Regions from separate parts of the Mus musculus genome. Here region 2 is linked to region 1. Evidence: chromatin contacts called from public HiChIP or PLAC-seq data. All regions are on one chromosome and are shown on one strand. Each heading gives the region's core, a stretch centred on a gene start, on an enhancer-like site or on the middle of the called end of the contact. The rest is flanking DNA. Distances are from core to core; before and after follow the strand shown. Region 1 has its middle 8.2 kb from the start of Gm39607. Region 2 has its middle 28 kb from the start of Sertad2.

The links. HiChIP or PLAC-seq counts read pairs in DNA pulled down with a chosen protein or histone mark.
Region 2: an H3K27ac HiChIP or PLAC-seq map of neural progenitor cells shows a contact between it and region 1, with 5 times the contacts expected there. The contact joins two enhancer-like sites. A contact is called at or near these places in 6 of 15 datasets of contacts at CTCF or cohesin (CD8 T cells, the G1E-ER4 cell line, the NIH/3T3 cell line and 2 more), 43 of 484 Hi-C or Micro-C datasets (B cells, CD4 T cells, CD8 T cells and 15 more), 23 of 115 datasets of contacts at active chromatin or transcription factors (the 230-238 cell line, bone marrow-derived macrophages, embryonic basal ganglia and 12 more) and 3 of 9 other capture datasets (adipose tissue, embryonic stem cells and liver).

The regions. Positions count from the first base shown.
Region 1 is chr11:20,458,244-20,464,318 of GRCm38.p6, forward strand. No RefSeq gene overlaps it. Among named protein-coding and RNA genes, the nearest start is that of Gm39607, 8.2 kb to the right of the region's middle. Within about 2 kb of position 2,403, at least 63 of the 459 cell types and tissues checked have an H3K27ac peak or open chromatin away from gene starts, as enhancers often do. A contact at or near this core is called in cerebral cortex and neural progenitor cells, where this site is marked.
Region 2 is chr11:20,600,786-20,607,228 of GRCm38.p6, forward strand. It overlaps a transcript of Sertad2 not described here. Among named protein-coding and RNA genes, the nearest start is that of Sertad2, 28 kb to the right of the region's middle. Within about 2 kb of position 2,461, at least 64 of the 459 cell types and tissues checked have an H3K27ac peak or open chromatin away from gene starts, as enhancers often do. A contact at or near this core is called in cerebral cortex and neural progenitor cells, where this site is marked.

The DNA.
Region 1 (6,075 bases), core at 1,153-3,652:
GGGGAGGGCCTGGTGATGAGCATTCCGAAGAGCTGGGGTTATTTTATTTTAAAGTTGTACATTCAATTTTGTCTATGTATTTATTTTTGCAGCTGGTCTTGCTATATTGTCCAAGGTTAGCATCAATTACAGGCATGACATCTGTGACATTCAGTGTGTGTGTGTGTGTGTGTGTGTGTGTGCGTGTGTATGTGTATATATGTGTGTGTGTGTGTGTGTGTGTGTGTGTGTGTGTAACCCAGGTGAGCTGGAACACATATTTTAGCTGAGGGCGGTCTTGAACTCCTGACCTCCAGCTCACTTTGCTTCTTTATTTCTGGTGTTGTACCTCTCTCTCTGTGGCTAAGTAACAATGGCAGTGACTGGGAACAAAAGGACATTCTAGGGTCCAAGGTGCTTGGCCTCAGAAGTCTCTCTAGTGAGGGTCTTAGAGGTCAAAAGGTCAAGACTTGCACAAGCCCACCAAATGACAAGCGTCAGGAAACACAGGCTTCCATATTTGATCCTGCTGGAAGCCTCCCAGACAGCTTCCTTTACATGGGACCCCAATCACTTTGGCTGGCTGTGATTCTCAGCCTTCTCCTCTAGCTCCTGGTGTCTTCAGCGCCCTGCTTCGGAGTGGATTACTTCCCTCATTGGATGCACACCATGCAATGACTTTGTGCACCAGCTCAGCTACAACAGAGCTCTTGCTTCACGATGTGCCAGCGGAGTGTGATACAAACAAGATCCAGCTTCCCCTCGCAGCAAGGCTTCCTCTAACCCCACAGTGTGTTCCTGAGCTGAGGTCCTGCAGGGCCAGAGCTGGGATCTGGGGACTGCCAGTGGGTGCTGGAGACAGGGTCTCGCATCGCATCCCCAGCCCCTGCCTGAGACCTCACTGGCTTCATGGCTCTGGCGCTCACAGACCTTGAGCAGTCGGACAAACTCCGAGCATCAGTTTTTTTGTCTGTATCTGAGGCTAGAGCCTGACCGCCTATGAGTAGGGTAACTCAAGAATGAAGGGGGAGTTACCTGCTATGTTGCAGGAGGACAAAGGAACTCCCTGGGTGCAAAGCTTCTAAGGGGACTCTGGTGGTTTGACTCTGCTTGGCCCAGGAAGGAGCACTATTAGGGGGTGTGGCCTTGTTGGAGTAGGTGTGGCCTTAGAGGAAGTGCGTCACTGTGGTGTGGGCTTTGAGACCCTCCTCCTAGCTGTCTGGAAGACTGTCGTCCTAGATGCCTTCGGATCAAAATGTAGAACTCTCAGCTCCTCCAGCACCATGTCTGCCTGCGTACTGCTATGCTTTCTAACATAATGATAACCGACCGAACCTCTGAACCTGTAAGTCAGCCCCAATTAAGTGTTATCCTTTATAAGAGTTGCCTTGGTCACGGTGTCTCCTCACAGCAATGAAACCCTAACTAAGACAGAGACCCTTCATCTTCAAAGCACTCAAAACCTTTTGGGTTTGGGTAACTCTGGAAGAAGGCAGCCTCTCCATGACCTGCTTTGTCTTCCAAACACTCACTGAGGTGAGAACTGTCAGAGGCCCTCCCCACTGACTCAACCGCTTTCCTCCCTAACCAGGTAAAACTGCACACTGGTCACAGTTACTTTCCTTAGGCTCCAAATACTATTTATCTGCATGTAAGCCACGGTACCCGGAACAAGCAGAGCACGGGGCCACCCCTTACAGTCCCCAGTAGGAAAGAAGGGTGCCTTGCCAAGGCCTTGTTGCTTGCCCATGTAGCTTCTCTTCTGGGAGATAGATGCCAGGGCACGGGCCACCCTTGGTGATCGAGACACACTGGAGAGTCCTTGAGTTCTCTGCTTCTGTGTTCATGTCCTAAACTGGCTGCCAGCCGTTACCTATAAACTAGAGCTCAGCTGCTTTCTCGGCCGTGGAGTGACAACAATGCCACCAAAATAAGCCACAGTCTTTTCCCTGACACTTGTACTCCAGGGCCTGGCAGCCACGCATCAGGCCAGAGGACTTCAAAGTCAGGGTGTGCCTGGGGGAATCCAGGAAGGAGACCCTAGGCAGGCAGAGCCTGAGGCATAATGCACTACAGAACTGATGAATTCTTTTGGTTCCAAATCTTTACAGCTTTGCCAAACCCAGTGGGGAAAGATCAGCTGCAAAGTTCTGTCAGGAAAGTACCAGGTGCTGAGCTGTTCCCAATCTGACTTAGAAGCAGTTAGGGGCCAGGGCTGTTTAGGGTTGGCATTCCGTTCTTTGCTAGGTCTAGGAGATGGCCAGCGCACTCTTGAAGTCAGTGCCACCCTGCCCCTGGGCTGTGCTGAGGTAAAGGCAGACACGGGGCCGTGGAGGAAACTGGAAGCATTTCCCTCCCACACTGCAGGACAACCACACAAAGGACCTCCTCTGTTGGCCCTGTATGATGGGATGGGCTGGCAGGGGAGGACTGAGACTGTCGCCCAGTGCAGGGCCAGGCAGCTGCAAATGAAACACAGACCTAGAGCACTCGGGGAGGCAAGCATTCGATCTTTCTAAGAGCCAAGAAATCCTGGCTAAAAGCTCAGCTACAGAGGGAAGAAAAGACTCGGGCAATACTTGAAACCAAGCAAGCCCCCTGGAAATGTTGGATTCCTGACAGATAAGGAGCCAAGCCAAGGGCTTTTTTCCTGCTGGCCCAAACACAAAAGCGAAGGACTCTGGAGAAGTGGAAGATCAGCCTGGAAGGGACTCTGAAAGCAGAAGAAAGCTCTTGAAGCCAGAAAATGTTCACCCCACTCAGACCCCAGGGCTCATATCCAGCCAGTGTGGGGGAAGGGACACTTGGTGTCACATACCTTCAAGGCTGCACTATCCTGGTGGACACTCCAGTGAGAGGCGCTATGGTGGTGTGGTATCTCCAGCACTCCAGGGGGCTTGGTTGCAAGGCCCAGTGCCCACCTGAGGTGTGTGAGTTATTGGTTAATACCTCTCCCATGCTCTGAAGGAAGTGACTCCTGAAGTAAGGTTGGACGTAGCTTGATTAATTCTTTGTTAGATTTTTTTTTCCTTTGTTCTAAGACAGGGTTTCTCTGTGTAGCCTTTGCTGTTCTAGAACTCACTCTGTGACCAGGCTGGCCTCAAACTCAGAGCTCGCCTGTCTCTGCCTCCGGAGTGCTGGGATTAAAGGCATGCACCACCACCACCACCTGGTTTAGATCTTGTTTATTTTTTGGTGCTAGGGGTTGTACCCATGGCTTCAGATATGCTAGGCACACATTCCCCATGAAGTTTCACCCTCAGAGCCTGGAGCTTCACCCCAAAGGAAGCTGCACAGCAGTACATTATGGGTAAAACTTATGAACACACAAAGGACTGTTCCTTTATCCATATTGCCTGTCATGTGGAGGGAGGATACTTTTTTTAAAGCTCTAAAAACTAGACATGGTGCCTTGTGTCTGTAATCCTACCACTAAGGAGGTAGAGGCAGGAGGATCAGGAGTTCAAGGACAGCCTGGGCTGTCTCAAAAAAAAAAAAAAAGGTTCTAAGATTAAAGAATAAAAGAGTTCTGTGTGAGGATTGGCTCAGTGGCGCAATCCTCCTCATTCTTTGCTAGATCTTGAAGAAAAAGATAAAAAGGATATATGACAGCTTTTTAAGAATAATAGAAAGAAAAGAAAAACCTTCCTTCTGAATATGAGTAGAACATTCTCTACACAAAGGAATTTGGGCAAAAAATAGAAAGAAGGGGTCAAAGGTCACCTATCACTTATCTCCCTGAAGGGGAGATTGTCACATTTCCTGTACATGCAGATATATGTTTTGGGGGAGAGGCAGGGGTTCAAGACAGAGTTTATCTGAGTAACCCTGGCTATCCTGAAACTTACTCTGTAGGCCAGGCTGGTCTCAACTCAGGGAACTAGAGGCATGTGCCACCATACCTGGCTCAGATCAATGTTTTTACATGAGGTGGAGTTGTTAGAACGAGGGCTGGGGGCATCTCAGGAGAGCGATGCTTGCCTCGTGGATACAACACTGGAGAAAGTTTTACCATGAGCCTTCTTCCTGCCCCTTTTTCTGCAGGTAACCCTCAGCTGGCCTGGCCTGGTTGGTTGCCCTTTGTCCCAAGAGAGGAAAGGTTACTAGTTGGCTAGGTAACTTAGTGTTAATTGTTAACCTGACAGAATCTGGAACCACTGGGGAGCTGGGCCTCTAAGCATTCTAGGAAGTTCTTGTGATTGTACTAATTAGTGTGGGAAGCTCTGAGTTAATTTTGGGTGGGACCTGGGCTGTATAAGTAGAAAAAGAGAAAATCAGTAATAAGTTTCCAGAACAATGGACAGTCTGCAATGGCAAAGGGGTCAGAGTCTGTGTTTCAAGTTGTGTAGAATAAAGCTTTAGTTACAAATGAGAAAGAGAGCTGAGCATGTGTGTGCCCCTTTGTGTCCCCTGCCTGGTGACAGATGTGACATGATTAGTTCCCTCAGGATCCTGTACACACACCTCCCTGCTATGAGGGAGGGTCTAACCTGGAACTGTGAGCCAAAGCCATCCCTTAAAACAGGAGACGAGAATGATGAACACCTACGATCTACTAGCGTTCTCCTTTAAATGCAGTCCAGAACTCATGTCCAGGAATGGTGCCGCTCACTTTTAGAATGAGCTGTTCTTCAGGAGGGCCAAGAGCCACCTTCAAATGTCTGCTCTATCTCAGGCTTTAGATGCAGTGACCCTGCTCTGGGAAGAAATTACTGGGCTGGGGCTGTAACTGTGTGCTGAAGTGCTTAAGCACGTAGGAGTCTGGGTGTTCACTCCCCAGTATTGTAAATATGGGGAGGAGGAGGGAGGGAGAAAAAGAAGAGAGGAGGGGAGAGGAGAGGCTCCTGTCCCTTCATTCCAGAACCCACCACTCTATGCGTTCCTGGTGCTGTCTGTTTTAGAGATCAGGTCAGGATGGTGGCAATCATGTTTGATCTATCTCCAATTGAACACGGTTGAGATTCTCCTGGGGTTAGAGTTCTGTCCCCCTTGTGGAATTCACTGGGTGTGACAGTGGTTCTACTCCATCCCTTCATGCTGAGTGCCCTTTGTGGGTCCCCACCAAGCCACTTGCCTCTTGGGATCACGAGCCCAATTCCCCCAGTGCCTCCTCCCACCTCCCGTTTCCCGTGCTTGCGTCCTCCTCTTCTGTTGCCCTTGCCCTGCACCTGGCCCACAATCATGCTCTTTTGATGGAAATCTTAAACCTGAGTCACTGAAGCACTGCTTTAGGAGCTGGGCCTTTGCACTAAGAGCCAGCCCCACCCCGCCAGCCCCGCCCACCAGCCCCGCCCACCAGCCCCACCCACCAGCCAGTCCTTTGAAAGTACCACGCTCAGCCTCAGGTCAAGTCAGATACCTGCAGCTCCTAAGAGTCTCTGAACCAGAGCTGCCAAACTGGGTTCCGGAATCAGTCACACACAGAAACTGTATGTAACACAGGCCACTCCTAAAAGGCACCGTGGTGTACAACCCAGCTACGTAGGAGCCTGAGGCAAGAGGATTGTTTGAGTCCAGGAGTTCGAAGCCAGCCTAAACAACAGAACAGCATCCCAGCTCACTGAGTGGCTTAATTTAGGGCTAATTACACAGCAGAGAGGAGTAAACGCTTGCTTGTTACTGTTCTTTCTTGGGTCAGTATCCCAGGAGAAACAGTCCAGAAAAGGAGATGCCCCATGTGTTCCGTGGAGAACAGAACTAACAAAAGCGACACTCTGCCTCACCGCGGGCCTAGAACCGTGTGAGCCAGCCACAGTCATGAGGTTTCATGCCAGTGTGAAGTGTGTTTTAGCTTTAGAGAGGAAGGGCTCAGAAGGGATCCCTGGACCCACGGATGCTCACACAAGGACTCGGTGACAAAGCACCAATGTGAATTACTGGGATCATGACCCAACAGTCCCTGTGCCTGGAGTCCGCTGAGTACTATGTTCTTGAGTAGCTGCTTGTCTCCTTGCTGTGGCAAAACACCTACCAGATGCAGCGTAAGGGCGGGAGGGTTAACTTTGGCCACAGTTCCTGGGGAGACCATCTACCTAGCGAGGATGGTCAGGCAGTAGGAGACTTCTGGGCCTCATCACGTCCACAGTCAGGAAGGAG
Region 2 (6,443 bases), core at 1,211-3,710, 140 kb after region 1:
GGATTTGAACTCTCTTCTGGCATCTGTGGGAATCTGTATTCATGTGCATACCTCCACACACATACACATAGTTAAAAGTAAAATGAATCTTAGGAGACAAAGGAAAGTACAATCTCCCGAAGCGATGCCAGTGCCAGCATAAGAGGTGACAGTGATTCAGAGAGGGCTGATGGTACTGGAATTGTGGTTAATCTATGTCTGTCCACATTCAGGTTGTTGTTTTGTGTGTATAGTTGTAGGCTGGAGCCTGGGCCTTTACATGCTAAATAAACCTCTACCCCTCGTCTACATCCCGCCCTGGGCTGCAAGGACAGTTGGATGGATACACATGTATGTGAGTGGGTGGGTGGATGGAGTAGGGTGGGATGTGAGAGATGAAGAGCAGGACTGGATGAGGAAGATGATGGTAGCTTCAAGGCATTTGGAGCTGGGGACTTGGATAAGTGCTGTCATGAGCTTGGAAGGAATAAGCAACAGTCTAGCTCTCAGGGTAAATGGAGGAAGGATGTTGGATTCTAATGCCCACATTTCCAATTGGAGATTCGAATCTGGAGCACAGGGAAGAATACAGGCTGAAGATACACACTGGAATGTTGCATTAAGATGTTGAAACTACATGAACAGAGTTTTGTAAAGAGACCCAAGGACGATGCCACTGCAATACTGTAGAGTTTTAGAGACCAGAGAAAGGCCAGAGGCCACTGGGAGAGAAGTATGAACCAGCAGAAGGGAAGAAAGTGAGGTCTATGCTGTCCTGGAAGCCATGTGGACTGAGTGTTCCTGAAGAAGGGAGTGGGGAACTGTATAGACCAGCTCAGGTAGGTGAGCTCTGAGAACTGGCCACTAATTTATCAAGAAAAGCATCTGGAGGCCTCCACATAGCTCAGAGGGAGACCTTTACTCATGACCGCAACTTGTGGTCATTACAAGGACAAGATGACGCTTCAAAAGATTTGTTTTTCAAAAGCCATTATTTGGTCCTGAGAAAGTTAAGCATCTATAACCCAACAGTTTCATTCCATATATTAACCCCCAAGTGGAAAGATCAGGAGTTCACACAGATACGTGTGGATAATATTTGTAGCCACATTGCTCACACTAATCAGAAGGTAAAAAATGTTTATTATTTCCAAATGTTCATTCAGAATTGAGTAGGTAAACAAAATGTGGGATATCTCTACAATGCAAAATTAGGTGGGAGAAAGAAATTTCTAGATGTGGTATTGTATACTCATAATCCTAGCTTTTGGAAGACAGAGACAGGAGGATCACCAGGAGTTTGAGGTCAGCCTGGGTTAGAGAATGAAATCTTGTCTCAAAACACAAACAGAAAAAACATATTAATGTCACAACATTTATGAATCTGGAAGACAGACCCCAAGTGAGAGAACCCATACATAAAAGGGCAAATGCTACATGTTGGCAGTGATGTGCCTAAAATAACCAGGCCCATGGCTTCACAAGCCCTTGGCGGCAGCAGAGTAAAGCAGGCCACCAGAGGCCAGGGCAAGAGAGGAGGGAGAATATCAGCCAGTCAGTCAGTCAGTCAGTCAGTCCAGATTTTCTGTTTGAGTTCCTAAAACAGTTTCAGAAATGGATACTGTAACGTTAGTTGTACATTAGTGTATGAGAAGTTTCTGTTACTGAATTATATACTGACACAAAGCTTGAAATAGTACATAGAGTTATTACAGGGCCTTTTGAAACTGTAGGGCTGGGCTGGGGGTATAGCTCAGCAGTAAAGCATTTGGTTAGTATGCTTCAAGGACCTGGGTTCAGTCCCCAGTGCGTATTTAAAAAGTGTAAGGAAATTGACGGCATATCTTCCCATGTGTCTGCCTGTCTTAGAATTAAAGTTCACAAATAAGCAAAAAATACTGTGTTCTATTGCTTCTGACCTGGGTCTATTTTAGGCGTCATCTGTGACTGGAGAGCTTCCTGTAGACTCTTTGGTAGATGCTTCTTATCTCCTTTATAATTCAAGTTGTAGTCATCAGAATTAAAGAAAGTAATGTCCCTGTATATACAGGTCATATCATCAGAAGACCAGGAGAGAGCCAGTTATTATGAAATGAGCCAACTAAAGTGTTAGAAGAGCTCATCTCTGTTTTTGACACAATCGCGCTATACAGCACAGGCTGGTCTTGAACTTGAGAGATTCTTGCCTCTACTTCTTCAGTGGTCCATTATTATCATGCTCACAAGAGTGTATCATTTAAACACTACATTTAAAACTTAATGTGTGTGTATACTAAGGAACACTATTCTCAAATAACAGTTCTTGAAAATTATGTCTTGAGAGCACATCAATAATTTTTTTGCTAAAACAGCATTTCTGCTAATGCCACAGAACTGATAGGAGAAGCCCCGAGGACTAGGAGGTTTTGTAGTGCAGCATATTTAACAACCGTGACAACTCTAGAATTGTAAGCAGCCTCGCCTCTTTGTCTGGGATCCGTTGGCAGCATTGTGTCTACTGGCATACCCTGCGACATTCTGCTGCAGCCAAAGCTGGGCCACTGCTGGTCGAGGAAATGTTTACAGAGTGTTGTCAGGTCTTGGTGGTATCTGTATTAAAAACACCATTCCACTATTCCTTTCAAAAGCCACCGTGCTAAAATATGTAATAAATGTAAAATAAAATAATAAAACATGAGTCTACAATTACTTCTCAGTCTTGATGAAACAAAGACCGGTGTGTTGTTGTGGCCCGGGGAGCGAGCCCTCACTGCTTTGTATGACTTCAGAGGTGAATTTCGATGGGGGGAAGATAGATGGATGCCAGATGCAGTTTGACATAGACTCGGGCAGCTGCTCCGAGGCCAGGTTTCATTAGCGGCTAAGTGCGCCAGCAGAAGCAGCAGTGTGGGGCCCCACATGCCAAGAGGACGAGCGAGCGAGCGAGCGAGAGCAGCGGAGCGATACAATATTCACTAAGTGATTTTAATCTCGGAGATTGAGTGTCGCCCAATCAGTTTCCAGGTTATAAAAACAATGCATTAGAGGGCCCAAGTCTTTGTCCACTTGGGGAAGAAACTTTTCCTTTTTTTCCTTTTTTGTTTGTTAGTTTTAAAACAACCATCCCAAAAAAGTTCACCAAACCCATATGGGTAGTTTGCATTAAAAAAAAAAAAAAAACCACACTAATCTCCCTGACACACACACCCTTCCTAAAAGAGGCATGTTACCACAGCCAGGAAGGTAGTCCTCGGTAAATGGGACCAATGACTGTTTTAAGTGAAAGTCTTAGATGAACTTACCGGGCCTCTCCCAGCCTTAAAGTTGTCTCCTACCCTATCCCACGGTCACATCTATTCTCCAAAAACAAACAATAGAACAGAAGTCTCTGTACAAAGAGAGAGAAAGCTTATGTGCTTTTGAGACCATGTGATCTGCATCATTAGTGTTGAAAAACATGTACCCAGCTAACATTGTGAATTTTAAAAAGTTGTAGTAAAGAACTGTTGCTCTACTTGTGGGGTCACAAGCAATTATGACACAACTCCGACAGCAAGTTTGACTGCTGTGTATATATTTTGTTGTCTGGAGAAGGGAGCCTTTATTCAGTGTATTTTTAAAACTTGTTAAACTGCCCTTGCTGTTCTGAGAAGTGACCTCATGTGCCAGTGATGCGGCCATTTTGTGTAGGGTAATTTTGTTCATTGAAAGTAACGCAGAATTTCTAATTGGTTAGACACGTACATATTTGAGAACTGACCTTGTAGCAGCCCCAGCTTTTCTTTTAGTCTTAGGAATGCCTTATGCATCGTGGCTCTGAGACATTACAGAGTATTTTTCTACAGATCTGTGTGTGCTCAACTCTTTTAATAGCAAGATTTATTCTTGGAGAAGAATGGCTTCTATTGTACTTCAGGTTTTTTTTAGTGTTTTAACTTAGTAATAATTATTTCTTTTGTAGTCTAAAATATGGCTAAAGATTTGAGAATGAACTCTGAGTTAGAAAGCCTGTGCGTTCAAGAATAAGCTATGTTTCTGAATGACTGTGGGTGCCCTCCTCAGTTTGCATGCATTCTGGGTCTGATTGTGTTAGTCTCTGGAGTTTTTCCCAGAGCAAAGCTCTCATTTATGGGTTTATATCTAAATTAAAAGAAATAATACCGCCTTTAATCCCAGCACTTGGGAGGCAGAGGCAGGAGGATTTCTGAGTTCAAGGCCAGCCTGGTCTACAAAGTGAGTTCCAGGACAGCCAGGGGAACACAGAGAAACCTTGTCTCGAAAAACCAAAAAAAAAAAAAAAAAAAACAAAAACAAAAAAAAACAAAAAAACCCAAAAAACAAACAAAAAAAACCAACAACAACAACAAAAGGAATAATATTAGGAGTGAAGATGTGGCCCAGCAGTCAAGTGCCCTGTACGCTTTTCCAGAGGACCCAGGTTAGATTGCCAACACCCACATGGCAGTTCACAGTCATCTGTAACCCCAATTCCAGGGGATCTGCTGCCTTCTTCTGACCTCTGAGGGAACCAGTCACACAACACACGTAGTGCAGACAAGTGTGCAGGGAAAATACTCACATACGTGAAAATAAATAAAATGAAGGGAATAATATCTTAGGTGATATGGTTTGATTGTATCTGATCTTTATAGTGATCAGCGCCTCCTCCATTTTCTTCCTCTAAGCTCCCCTCCCTTCCTCCGGGAGTCTAGCACTGTCTGCCTCATTAGATGACCCTAACCACTGAGACCTTTCTGTTGTCCTGTGTGCCTGTGTGTGCTATTCAACAAGGCTTTCTGTGTAGACACTTGCTGGGTAGAGGGGATTGCTCTCACGAAAGTGTTGGGCTGCACACATCACTGTGGCCACTCTGGGACCCGATGGCCTTTCTCCCTGAAGGTCTGGCCAGCCTGGCTCAGGGCTTGGGTGTTCATATTCACCTTACCTCTTACTTACACTTTAACCTGTGTGTGCTCCGACCCTTCTCCGCCTCAGATGTGAGAAGACTGAATCTGTGCTAAGAACAGCACATGATTCCTTTGTCTCCCAGTTGTCCCTGGCCAGAACGAGGCAAAGCTGTCCCTCACAGGGCCTCCTCCTGGAGGGAGGGGAGGGTGGGGGACGGCTGCACATATCTTATGTAGAGCTCAGCAGGGGACTCATTCGGTATTTCTACATTCTGGATGTCTTTTCCTTATGCAGAAATCCTCAGGAAACTTAGCATTTCTTGTCCCGAGAACAGTACACATGGAGCAGTAGAGAACAGCATCCATGATTAAACCCAGTAGCCTCTGTGCTCCTTACTGTTAATTACCAGCCAATGCAAAGACGGTTTCCCTCTGAAACTTTCATTTTCCTCCTCAGTGTAACCATAAATTTAAGCAACCAGTTTTGGTAAATTCTATCACCTGTGTGCAGTCTCTGTCCCTACTCCTCCCTATGTGTTTTTTGTTTGGTTTTTGTTTTATGGTACAGGAGATTGAACCTAGAACCCCACGCATGTTAAGCCTGCGCTTGACCACTGACCTGTATCAAAGCCTTCCCTGCAGGGAAAGGAAACCCTGATTTTATTTGGGTAGGATTGTGCTAAGGTAAAAAGCTACTGATGTCTTAGTTTTGCATAGCTGAGCTATCTACAGTCCTGCTGTTCTGGCTTGAGAGGTATGAGCAGGAGTCCCTAAGGAGAATGTGTGTGTATGTGTATGTGTGTACACACACACACACACACACATATATATATATATATATATATATATATATGTATATAATGCAGATTACATATTTATATATAACAGAAATATAAAATTATACGTATTTATGTTTATAACAATATAAGTATAAGTATATACACTTATATAACATATAAAAATATTGTGCATTAAAAAAATAAAAGCACAAAGTCTCATAAAAGACAATGTATCTACCCTTTTTCTTACCTAGAATATGAGTGAAATACCTAATGACTAGCAGCCTTTTTGGGGCAGTAAGGAAAGGAGGATGTACCTTTAACCGCCTTACAGTGAGACTCAGGGAACTGAGTGGTCATTTAAACCAATGGCTATCAGTGTATCACTGAAGCCCACTAGCCTCTCCTCCCTGGTTCAGAGACGTGTGCATGTCTGTGGCATAAAGAAAGATGGGTATGTCCACTCCAAGCAGGCCTTAAAGCTCTCTGTTTTCTATATGTCTTCTGTTTCTCAGGGCTCCCTTGCCAGGCTCCTGTTGCTTGCATTTTGGTTGATTGGTTGCTTTTTTGTTTGATTGATCGTTTCTCAAGGCAAAATTTCTGTGTGTAGTCATGGCTGTCCTGGAAAACTAGGTGTATAAACCAAGCTGGACTCAAACTCAGAGATTCACCTGCCTCTGCCTCTCCAGGGCTGGGATTCAAGGTGTGCATCACTACTGCCCAGCTCTTGTATTTTGAATGCTATTGAAGAAAGTAGCTGATCCTTCTAGTCTTTGTTGTGTTTTTCTTTTGGAGTATA